3 separate regions of the Mus musculus genome follow, and regions 1 and 2 are each linked to region 3. Evidence: chromatin contacts called from public HiChIP or PLAC-seq data. All regions are on one chromosome and are shown on one strand. Each heading gives the region's core, a stretch centred on a gene start, on an enhancer-like site or on the middle of the called end of the contact. The rest is flanking DNA. Distances are from core to core; before and after follow the strand shown.

Region 1 (3,673 bases), core at 186-2,685, 350 kb after region 3:
TATATATTCTTGGGCTGGTGAGATGGCTCAGTGGGTAAGAGTACCCGACTGCTCTTCCGAAGGTCAGGAGTTCAAATCCCAGCAACCACATGGTGGCTCACAACCATCCGTATCAAGATCTGACTCCCTCTTCTGGAGTGTCTGAAGACAGCTACAGTGTACTTACATATAATCAATAAATAAAAAATCTTAAAAAAAAAGTATATATTCTTTTGGGGATGTTCATTGAGAACTTCCCCTCAAAGACCATTTTTGGGGTTCAGTGTTCATAACGGTTACTCTCGACTGTCACTTGGCCAGATCAGAATCACCTCTAAGAAACAAGTGTCCAATCACGTTTGTGAGGAAGTTTCTAGACCTAATTATTGAGGGGGGGGGGGAGACTCAGTCTGACTGAGGGCCACAACACGCCACAGGCTGGCGAGCTGAGCACCAGCATCCGACTCTGTCTGCTTGCTGACTCTGGATGCCATGTGCCCAGTGGTCTCATGCTCCTACCTCCATGCTGGATTGTCCTGTCAAACTGAGAGTAAAAGTAAACACTTCCTTCCTGCCTGCCTGGCTTCCTTCCCTCCCCTCTCTCCCTCCCTCCCTCCCTCCCTCCCTTCCTTCCTTCCTTCCTTCCTTCCATCCATCCATTGCTTTTGCAGGACATTTTATCAAACCAGAGAGAAAGGTACCCACTCCAGTCTGGGTTTGGTTTTTTTTCCCTTTCTGTATCCCACCACTCCCAGCATGGGGTCGGAGTCCCATGGGGGCGGAGTCAAGTCTTTTTAAATTTTATTTATTTTATTTTATGTGCATCGGTGGTTTGCCTGCATGTATACCTGTGAAGGCGCCAGATCTCCTGGAATTGGAGCTACAGACAGTTGTGAGCTGCCATGTGGTTGCTGGTAATTGAACCCTGGTCCTCTGGAAGAGCAGCCAGTGCTCTTAACTACGGAGCCATTACTCAGCCCGGGGCTCAACTCTTAATAAATGGATAAGAAAACTTCCCTTAGCAATAGGCTATAGGAGGATGCCCACATTTACTAGAAGGCCTCCTGATGTCATGGGTGTCCCTACCTCCAACCAGCCAGACCGACACCCAGGTACCTCAGAAAGCAACAAGCTGCAGGTGTATTCCACCATCCCGCTAGCTCCTCCCACACGTGCCCTATGGCCCTTGCTGGAAGGCACCAGCTCCTTCTGATGCCTCAGTTTCCTTAACTGTAAGATGGGAGCAACCTGGATGTGGCACCCGGGTGGGGGTGCTGTGAAGGTCCAAGGAACAAGTCCAGGTATCATTGGTACAGGGCAGGCTCTTTGTCAAGTAACAGCCACTTCATGTCTGGGGCTCATATAGACAGACAATTGAATCGACAGGGTCAGCGCAGAGGACAGGCACTCCTGCGCCCTCTGGTGGCAGGGAGGGCTTCGTGCAGGAGACAGGCAGGAGCAGCACCTTGGCTGACCACCGGAGGGCAGCCACACCCAGGCAGCTCCCTGGTAGCACCCTTGGGTGTGACTCAACAGAGAAACCCAAAGATGGACCCACTCACTTCCTGGCCGTGTGCTGACCTCTGTGTGACTGGACCTGAGGCTGGAAAGGCCACAGGCCATGGGCTACAGGGTAGGCCTCCGGTCACTTGGCTACCTGTCCTGATTGCTAGGCACTTGCTGGGCTTAGACAGCTGGTGCATACCACATCCCTCTCCTTTTTCTGACATGGCCACACAGCATCATAAAGAAGTGGTCACTTCTGCCTGTTTTCCTGCATCGCTGGCCAGGTGGGACACAGGAGGGACAATGCTAGGGCCCCAGGGTCACTTCCTGGGCCACAATGTCAGCAAAAACGTGCATTTTTGTTCGAAGTAGGGGTGTGTGTGTGTGTGTGTGTGTGTGTGTGTGTGTGGTGTACATGCACACATATACACAGATGGAATCTAGAGGCTGTACCCTGTACCTCTGTAGCCCACACTGACCTCAGACTTGTGACCCTCCTACTACAGCCTCCCAAGTTCTAGAATCACAGGCCTGCACCACCATGCCTGGCTGGAAAATATAACCATTTTCACTGCAGGAAACAACAGCTCACGGGAAGGGGAGCTATTTGTTAAAGCAGCGAACACTGACTGCCGCCTACTAGAGTAAGCCAAGAACTGACCCTGGGGAGCTCAGGTGTTTGGTTTAAGAGGAGCCGCCACCCCCATTCTGTATCACTGGCTAGGGGCACCTATGAAAACCTGCAGTCTCCTAGACCCCATTCCAGCCATTCCAGTGGCAAGGCCTCGCCAGGCTAGCCCTGCAACCCAGCCGGCCACTTTGTGACTCAGCCACTGGAGATGACGCATCGATGCCCTGAAAGCCATGGGTCTCGGTAAATCCCCACAGAGGGATCCAAGGGGGGCCTGGCTCGGGCAGTGACGACCCACTGAATTCTGTTAGGGTCATCCCCTGAACAGGTAGGATAAATCTCGGCTGGTCTCTGTCAGAACTTGGCTGAGTCATTGAGGATTAAATTAATAATGATTAATTGGAGGCTCCTGAAGGCTGAACGGCTGGGAAGAAGATTAGAGCGCACTCAAGCAGTCTTTCCTCCCTCTCCTCCTCCTCCCCCTCCTCCATCCTCCCTTCTTCTCCTCCCCCTCCTCCTCCTCTTTGATTTCTTCTTTCCCTTCTCAGCCCACCTCCCAACACAGGACATTCAGACGGGAAACTGGAAGAGTACAGCTGAGGTATGATATGGCAGCCTTGCCAGGGGCTAAGCGGGCACGTGGGCAGGCAACTGCCCCAGAGAAATCTCGGCTCTATCCGGCTTTCCTCTGGAGAACGGGCTGGGCAGCTGCCCACCCCTCCCACCTCCCCAGACTGGGAGCCACAGAGCTCTGAGGTCTGCACAGGGTCCTGGTGGGCTTGGCCCAACAGACCAGACGGGAAGGCAGGCAGGGAATGGTCCTGCATCCTGAATCTTAGGTTCATGCAACAGGGTCTGAAAACCAGGCCCTGGGTCACAGGATAAAAGGGTAATCACATTCCTGGGGACTCTCTGCCCTGACCTAGGATGGATTCTGGGAAGGCAATCTAGCTGACAAAGTGTGTCTCCATGCCATTGATGGTAACAGAGAGGTAGAGACTGATGTCAGTTAGACATCACTGTCCCCATAGGAACCAACAGGACAAAAGAGAAGATGAGTGTGCCTCAGCACCTCCTTTGGAGTGTCTCCCCCATGCCCTCGGCATCGACAGACGGCCCTCTAAGCCATCCTCACCATTACCTCTGGGTGCAGGCCCCCATTGCAGGCACAAGTGTGGGCGCATCTGTGGATATCAGGTAAACATGTGTTCCCAGAGCCATGGCTTCCAGAGACTGCCCATTCTGAGGTCTTCCGCTGTTCCCAGGAATTCACTGAAGCCCTCTGGGCAGAGTACAGACCGCTTCAGCCAGCTGCCCGGGTTATGAGTAAACACTCCCTGTGGAGGGTACCACTTTGCTGGACCCAAATGGCCCATAAAACAAAACTCAGGCTAGACCTGGGAGGTTTAACCATGAACATTCCTGTAGCAGGCTTGGCAATGACTCCATAACCAAAGACCACAAGGAGAGGAGAGGGCAGCTAGCCAGGCCTCGGGGCAACACGGAGGGTATGGGCCACCTCGTTGCTCCTAGCTGGAGCCATGATGGGGAGGTGGC
Region 2 (3,474 bases), core at 209-2,708, 380 kb after region 3:
CCTCCTCTGGCCCATCAGTGTTTGGAGAGGCAGACCAGTGCTGAAGGGCCTGTCTCCTGCCTCTGGCTGGGCAACTTTAGGCCTTGGCATCTGCCCAGCCCAATGGCACAGAACAGAAATATCTGCCTCCTGCTGGCCCAGGTGACAGGTGCCACGACCAGCAGAAGCCGACCTTGCTGTGTAGGGGGTCGTGAGGCTGACCACAGGCTGGGCCACTCACCCCGTATCTCCTGAGTACCCATTCCGTTGTCAGTGTCATACTGGTGGCTGAAAGGTGATGGCAGACAAAACAGGCAAGTGTCCTTCCCTGAAGTGACAGGCTGTGTGGCTCTTCAGAAGGACAACCGCAAGGGCCTAGGATGGCTAGACTGGGCAGCTGTGACATATTCCATGTGTGTGTCAGAGAGAAGGAAACATGCCTGCATATATACATACATACATACATACATATATACATACACACACACAAGTCTATGTCGGCAGCTCACAGCCATGCCACTCACAAAAGCCCACATGAAACGCTGCCCCACCCCCAACAGGCTCGGTGGAAAAGCAAACTGAGCAGGTCACACCGAGGAATTCTATTCAGCCACGATGAATGGAACTTCCACATGGGTGACACCTGGATACCTGACGTTCAGTGGCAGAAGCCAGACATGAGGGACACACACGCACACACACACACAGAGTGTGATGGCCCCGACAAGGACTGCCTAGAGCAGGTAACATCAGAGGCAGACAGAGGGCTACGGCTGCCAGGGCTGGGGAGGGAAGGATGGGGGACCAGTCACGCAGGAGACAGGATTGGTTGGGTTCTGGAGGGCAGTGGGAATGTTCTCGAATTAAGCTGGTGATGGGCACACCATGTTGTGTGTGTTCAATTCTCAACCATTGAATACACCGAGTGGGTGGCTTGCGTGATCTGCGAGTTATATCTCAATAAGGCTGTCATAGAGGGGAGACAAAAAAAAAAGGAAGAAAGAAAAACCCCACTTACAGCTGCTCTTACAAATGCCAGCCCCACACACGGGAGCACGCTGAATTATAAAGCCGACGGGAGACTGCACGTATTGTTTTTATGATCAGAGACACGGGAAGGTGCTGGCAGGGCTCTGTTTCCATAGGAAGCAAGGGAGGTGGAAGCCTGCTATGCTCTCAATAGGCTTCTGGGCTCCTGCACACACACACACACACACACACACACACACACACACCTGCCCAGCCCAACAGGAGGCCTGGAGACACCCTGTGCTTCTGGGCTCCTGCACACACACACACACACACACACACACACACACACACACCTCTCCCCAGCCCAACAGGAGGCCTGGAGACACCCTGTGCTCTGTGGTTGCCCCAGCTGGAACTGGAACACACGTGCAAAGGAAGTACTGTAGAGTGTACTGCCAGCACTGGGTGAGGGGGTTGGGAAAGGTTTGTAGTATTAAGGAAGCTTGAGTGTAGCTGGGCAGTGGCAGCAGGCTCTCACTTGGAACCCAGGGGAGAGGCCTCCTGCAGCTCTGTCCTTCCTGGGTCCCGCCTCTCTCTGGCCCCACCCTTTCCATGCCTGGGAGTTCTTTGGCGCTTACAGCCCCTGGCACCCAGAGAAATGATCAGGTTGTGGGAGGGAGACTTGGGGCCATGAACACAGTTCTGTCCCTCTTGGTATGGTATAGCCAGCCACTGGCGACGAGGAGGCAGCTAGCCTACAGCCTGAGGAAGACAGTATCTCCCAGTTGTGCCTCCTGCTAGCTAAGCAAAACAAGGGCTATATTGACTCTGCATGGGCAGAGGAGGGCAGAGGGCATGGCAGCATTCAGACACCCAGACCTCACCAGGGAGCTGGCTCCTTCAGACTCTCTCCTTGGGGTCTCCTGCAAATACCCTCGATGGCTCTAACTGGAAGGGACACTGTGCAGCTGGCCACCAGATCAAACCACTCCTGACAATGATGCTGCACCCAAAGAGAGAAGCTGGGTCCTTAACTAAAGCCCTTCAGAGCAAGGGATGGGGTGATGGGACATGGCATTGGAGCATTCCCTGTAAGGTTCCAGCCAAGATGAGGTTCCCGAAGGACTAATGCTGGTGTGTAAATATTAGACACTTCTGTCTCCTTTGAGACCAATTACACAGATCATGGCGGCTCCCCCAGGATGCTGCCTTCCACCCACTGTACTGTCATTAACAGTCTATTAGGAACAGCTGCTCGGAGAGGGAGGCGGGAGCTCGGAGGAGAAGCGGGAAGGAGGGAAGAGGAGAGAAAGAGACAGAGAGAGACAGCTAGGGAGGCTAACGGTGATCTGGAGACAGTGAGACAGAAACATTAAAGATGTAGGAGACACGGAGAGGGTGAGACAGAGAGACGGGGGTGGGGTGGGGGTGGAGATGGGGAAATAGGGGAGATGGGAGGAGATAGAGTCGGAGGGTAGATAAATGGGAGGGGAGAAGAGGGGGAATAGAGGTGGGAGATGGACGAAGAGGAGGAGGGAGAGCAGCAGCAGCAGAGGCTCAGAGTCCAGGCCTTCCTGCCTTGCTTCCTTAGGAGATGAGCTATGCTCAGCCCAGGTCTCAGCTAGGGAGAGCTGCAGGGCTCCACACCAGGCCTCCGACGCTATGCTCACCCACAACCCTACAGGCTGGTGTTTCGTCTCTGCTGCTAGTGAGAGGAGAGGCTCCCCTGGAGAAGCCTGCAGACAGAGCCTCTCTGGGTGCACAGCCACCTGCCACACAGCTCTGGTCTGGGTGTCTCCATCGGAGACTATGGATCAGCTCCATCATGCCTGAGCCTCCTCCAAGATCAAGGCGAACAAGGAGAGAGGCATAGGCAGGGCTCTGAGGCCACGAGCTGGAGACCCACAATCAGTCCCACACTTCTGAACCCCAGTACATGCAGGTCCTTGGCTGGTAGTTTAGTTCAGGGTATGGGTACCTGAGCCAAGTTGGGGGGGAGGCAGAGAGGCAGAGAGAGAGAGAGAGAGACAGAGAGAGAGACAGAGAGAGGCAGAGGGGGGCAGAGAGAGAGGGGGCAGAGAAAGAGAGGCAAAGGAGACAGAGAGAGAGAGAGAGGTAGAGGGGAGCAGCGTGGGGCAGAGAAAGAGAGAGGCAAAGAGGCAGAGAGGCAAAGAAGAGAGAGAGAGGCAGAGGGGCAGAGGCAGAGAGGAAGAGAGGCAGAAAGAGAGGAAGAGAGGCAGAGAGAGAGAGCAGAGAGGCAGAGAAAGAGCCAGAGGCAGAGAGAGAGAGGCAGAGGAGCAGAGGCAGGCAGAGAGAGAGAGAGAGAGAGGCAGAGAGAGAGAGGCAGAAAGGCAGTTAAAGAGAGGCAGAGAGAAAAGCAGACAGGCAGAGGCAGAGGGGCAGAGGGGCAGAGGGGCAGAGGGGCAGAGAGGCAGAAGGAAGCCCTAGGTCCCAAGACAGGCCTCAGGTACCAGCTCACTCAGTCTCAGCTCCTCCTGTGCCCACTGGAAACAGCAGCCTCCC
Region 3 (4,011 bases), core at 432-2,931:
TACTTATGTATAATAATAAATAAATCTTTGGACCAGAATGAGCGGGGTCTACCAGAGCGAGCAGGGTTGACCAGAGCGAGCAGAGGTCCTAAATTCAATTCCCAACAACCAGATGAAAGCTCACACCCATCTGTACAGCTACTGTGTGTACTCATATACATAAAATAAATAAGTAAATCTTTAAAAAAAAAAAAAAAAGAAAAAGAAAGTAAAAGTCCTGAGCCGGGCATGGCGGTGCACATCTTTAATCCCAGAACATGGGAGTCAGAGGCAGGTTAAGTCTCTGCGCTCCAAGGCAGCCAGAGCCATGCAGAGAAACCCTGTCATGAAAAACCAAAGGGAGGAGAAAGAAAAGGGCAGGGAAGGGAGTGAAAGTCCTGCTCACCATGTGCTCGAAGGCACACCGAAGTAGAAATGGCTCTCTTGCCAATCAGGCTCAGCGCTCTGGAAGCCAACATTCTGAAAGACAAAAAAAAACCCTTATACCTCTTAACAATGACAGCAAACACCTTTTAGCCAAAGTCTTTTTGCGGCAAAACATTAAGGAAGTAAATGCAACTTATCCCCCGAAATGTTAAATGTTTTTTTTTTTTTTTTTTGGTAATGATTTCATCAACTTTTTAAGGCACGGACTGGCCTGAAAGCTTCCACTATTACCTTCCTCTACCTCGTAAGAGCCGGCATTACAGGCCAGAGGCATGCCCCCAGGATCCGGTTTTTATTACTGATGCGAAGGCACAGGGTGAACTTCCTTACATCAAGCCAAGGGCTGTAATATACATGGCTTTGGCCAATGACTATAAATCCGGCTTCTTAAAAAATTAACTAGAAAGACAAAAATGACTGAAACTGCTAGAACTAGATATATAGATAGATAGATAGATAGATAGATAGATAGCACGGTAGCACACCTCCTGCGACTGAGTTTTATTTTAAAAATTGACTTGTACAGAGACTGCGAAGGGCAAGCGGGAGGAGGCCGCCCAGGCTCAGGCCCTGGCCCGCTTCCCGTTCCTGCGTCCCGCAGGCGACCTGGATGACCCTGTCACCCGCCCCAGCGACCCGAGCCCCACGCCTCACTGTAGCACAACCCCTGAGATTCGATCCCCGAGAAAGAACGTCCGAGCCCGGGAAAAAAAAAATCAACGCCCGGGGCGGCAGAAACCGTAGCGTGACGTCAGGGCTCAGGTCGCTGTCCCTCGGGCCTGGCACAGCGGGAACGCCCGGTGCCCGGCAGGCCGGAGCGGGGACCCGAGACAACAGACCCGCTCGGGGAAGCGGGCGCCCCAAGGTCACCGAGCCGCTCAAGTCCCGGGTCCGGGGGCGTCTCGGAGGCACCGCTCCCGGCCCCGGCGCTCCAGGTCCTCGGGCCCCCGACCGTGCCACCCTCACCCGCCGTCCAAGGCCGTCACCTGCCACCGCTGCCCAGGCGACCGCCGCGACCGCCCTCTACACCCTGGGGTGCTCGCGACCGGAAGAACGGGGCCCGCAACCGGAAGACCAAGACGGAGCCGCGAAGCATCGCGGGAATCAGGGAAGCCCCGCCCCAAGCCCGTCCGTTTCAGAGCGCGGGGCGGGGCGGGGCGGGGCGGCGCGGCTCGGGGCAGGGCGGGGCAGGACGAGGCGGGGCGGGGCGGTAACTGTCGCGAAAGGCCGAGCGGGTAGCAGCTGCTTTCCGGCAGACGTTTTCCGGCCGACCGGCTGAGGCGGGAGGCCGCGGCCGGAGGTGCGAGAGCGTCACGGCGTGCAGCGGAGGGTCGTGGCGGAGGACCGCGGTGCGTGGGTCGCGATGCCCGGCGTGAAGCTGACTACGCAGGCCTACTGCAAGATGGTGCTCCACGGCGCCAAGTACCCGCACTGCGCCGTCAACGGGCTCCTGGTGGCCGAGAGGCAGAGGCCGCGCAAGGAGCATCCTCCCGGAGCGGGCAGCCACACGCTCTTCGTGGACTGCATCCCGCTCTTCCACGGCACGCTGGCTCTGACGCCCATGCTGGAGGTGGCGCTCACCCTGGTAAGCTCGCGGTCGAGGCCGCGGCGCGGGGTTCCGGGCCGGGCGGAGTCGGGCGCCCTTCGCGGGACGCTGCGGCTGCTCCCGGGGAGCTCTCGAGGTTTTGTAAGATGACCGAGAAACTCGAATGTGTGGTGGACGTCCTTAAAACCAGCACTCGAGATGGGGAGGCAAGAGTTCGAGGCCAGCCTGGTCTACATTAGTGAGATCTGGGATAGGTAACGTTTAAAGTTTAAACTTAATGTGTTTGTGAGGCCACAAAGAAAAAAATGCCTATAGCATGTAAATCTCTAGTTTTACAGAGGTTTTTTTGTTTGTTTGTTTGTTTTTGTATTTTGTGGGTCCACTTGCCGATTTTTTTGCCCCAGACTTGCTGTTTTAGCAAGATTATAGGTTATAATACGGACTGCTGTTTCTGCGCTTGTAATCAAACTCGGTTTCTCTGCTTAAGAGACATTTGCAAGACCCGGAATTCTAACTCTGCGGTTTGCCTTTATAAAGCCCTGGACTGATATGGTCAGGCGCTGCTTACTACATCTTGGAAGCGCTCTCAGGTGCAGTCCTGACGCACCTGAGAAACAGATCAGACCCGTAACCACCCAGTCTCCCCACAGCCTCATTTACATCTCAGAATGAGCTCTGAAGTTAAAAATCTGAGCTGGCCTAGGAGGGAATGCTAATCCTGTCTCCCCCTCTCCCACCAAAATGACTGCATTGAATCGGAGACTTGCTTTGAATGTAGCCCCCCATGCTAGCCTGGCACTCCCAGCACTTCCTGCTCTAGATTCCTGAGAACTGGGATTACCGACGCGACTCGCATTCCTTGATTTCTGTTTCTTTTGTTTTCTGGGGGAGAGGGTTAGGGTTTCACTCTTGTGGCCTTGCCGAGTTTGGGACTCTTCTGTAGACCAGGCTGGCGTCCTACACACAGACCAGCCTGCCTCCATCTCCTGAGGCTAGGTCTAAAGGTGTGCACTACCACCACACCTTGCTCATCCATTATTTAATTTACATTAAAACACCAGAGGTAATTTCCAGCAAACTACAAGAGCCTACAGGCAAATCGGCACGTTTACTGGGCACATTTTGAATGTTTTTTAGATTCTTTCTGAGCAGGAGGAAGGTTTGCAGATGATACTTCGTTCCAGAAGAGAAGCGTGCTTTTAGTGCCTAAAGTGTCTCTTGAGAGTTCCTGTGGGTGATTCTGGCCACCGTCTAAGTTGTTCTGTTAGCAAGGGAGTTGCACCTGGCTGGGCCCTGCCTTCCACAGTAGGGCAGGCTTCTCAGGTTCTCTCCTGACTTGGTGGGGTGGATTGAACCCAGGGCTCAGTTAGACTTGGATTTGTAGAGGTCTGGCAAGCTCTGTGCTGAAGAGCTCCTAGCACCAGCTGATGGAGGAGCTGGAGAGATGGCTCAGTGGTTGGAGCACTGGTTGCTCTCCTAGAGGAACAGTCCTAACTAGGTCAGACACCTATAACCACCACTAACTCTGTCTCCAGACTCCCTCTTACGGCTTCTTGTGTGTACTGCACTCATGCCCATACTTATAGACCTGAACTTAAAACTAAAACAAGGGCCAAGGCAAAGTGGCCTTAAAGTTCAAGGCCATCCTGTTCCACACAGCTAGTTCCAGGACAGCCAGTGCTAATGACACCCTGTCTTGAAAAAAAAACAAAAAAAAAAACAAAAAAACCCACAAGGTAGTTTTTGTGTTTGGTTGGTTGGTTGGTTTTTCCCCTCCTTAAGAAAATTAGCTGGTCAAAGTTGGAGGGTTAGGATGGTCAGGGCATTCAAGTGTCAGGCCAGCCCAGCATCCCAGGCCATGTGACCTGCCTCAGGGCCTCCACATCTGAGACGGTCTGGCAGTTGACTGTCTTGGACTTTGTGCACCAGATGCTGTGACCACTCTCTTCCAATGCTGCCCTCCACTGTGTCCCTTTAACAGTGTGGAAACACTGAGTCCCCAGTGCTCAGTTTAACAGTTCTCAGGCCTGAGCTCCATT

Evidence for each region. HiChIP or PLAC-seq counts read pairs in DNA pulled down with a chosen protein or histone mark.
Region 1: a contact with region 3 is called in a FOXA1 HiChIP or PLAC-seq map of pancreatic cancer cells. The contact joins the enhancer-like site here to the promoter of Emc8 in region 3. A contact is called at or near these places in 1 of 15 datasets of contacts at CTCF or cohesin (embryonic stem cells), 4 of 115 datasets of contacts at active chromatin or transcription factors (the SCID.adh cell line, astrocytes, forebrain and 1 more) and 2 of 9 other capture datasets (adipose tissue and pancreatic islet).
Region 2: a FOXA1 HiChIP or PLAC-seq map of pancreatic cancer cells shows a contact between it and region 3. The contact joins the enhancer-like site here to the promoter of Emc8 in region 3. A contact is called at or near these places in 4 of 39 promoter capture datasets (the C10 cell line, hematopoietic stem and progenitor cells, hippocampal neurons and 1 more), 1 of 484 Hi-C or Micro-C datasets (embryonic stem cells) and 11 of 115 datasets of contacts at active chromatin or transcription factors (SST interneurons, astrocytes, double positive thymocytes and 6 more).

Annotation. Positions count from the first base shown.
Region 1 is chr8:120,317,428-120,321,100 of GRCm38.p6, reverse strand. It overlaps a transcript of Gse1 not described here. Among named protein-coding and RNA genes, the nearest start is that of Gm32968, 8.4 kb to the left of the region's middle. Within about 2 kb of position 1,435, at least 58 of the 459 cell types and tissues checked have an H3K27ac peak or open chromatin away from gene starts, as enhancers often do. A contact at or near this core is called in the SCID.adh cell line and pancreatic cancer cells, where this site is marked.
Region 2 is chr8:120,283,180-120,286,653 of GRCm38.p6, reverse strand. It overlaps a transcript of Gse1 not described here. Among named protein-coding and RNA genes, the nearest start is that of Gm32968, 43 kb to the left of the region's middle. Within about 2 kb of position 1,458, at least 87 of the 459 cell types and tissues checked have an H3K27ac peak or open chromatin away from gene starts, as enhancers often do. A contact at or near this core is called in double positive thymocytes and pancreatic cancer cells, where this site is marked.
Region 3 is chr8:120,665,757-120,669,767 of GRCm38.p6, reverse strand. It overlaps Emc8 (ER membrane protein complex subunit 8), which reads left to right and starts at 1,681. Exons shown (of 5, transcript NM_010926.6): 1 at 1,681-2,011. The coding sequence starts at 1,790. It overlaps Gm27021 (predicted gene, 27021), which reads left to right and starts at 1,626. Exons shown (of 4, transcript NM_001308449.1): 1 at 1,626-2,011. The coding sequence starts at 1,790. It overlaps Cox4i1 (cytochrome c oxidase subunit 4I1), which reads right to left and starts at 1,543. Exons shown (of 5, transcript NM_009941.3): 1 at 1,413-1,543; 2 at 386-459. The coding sequence starts at 1,522.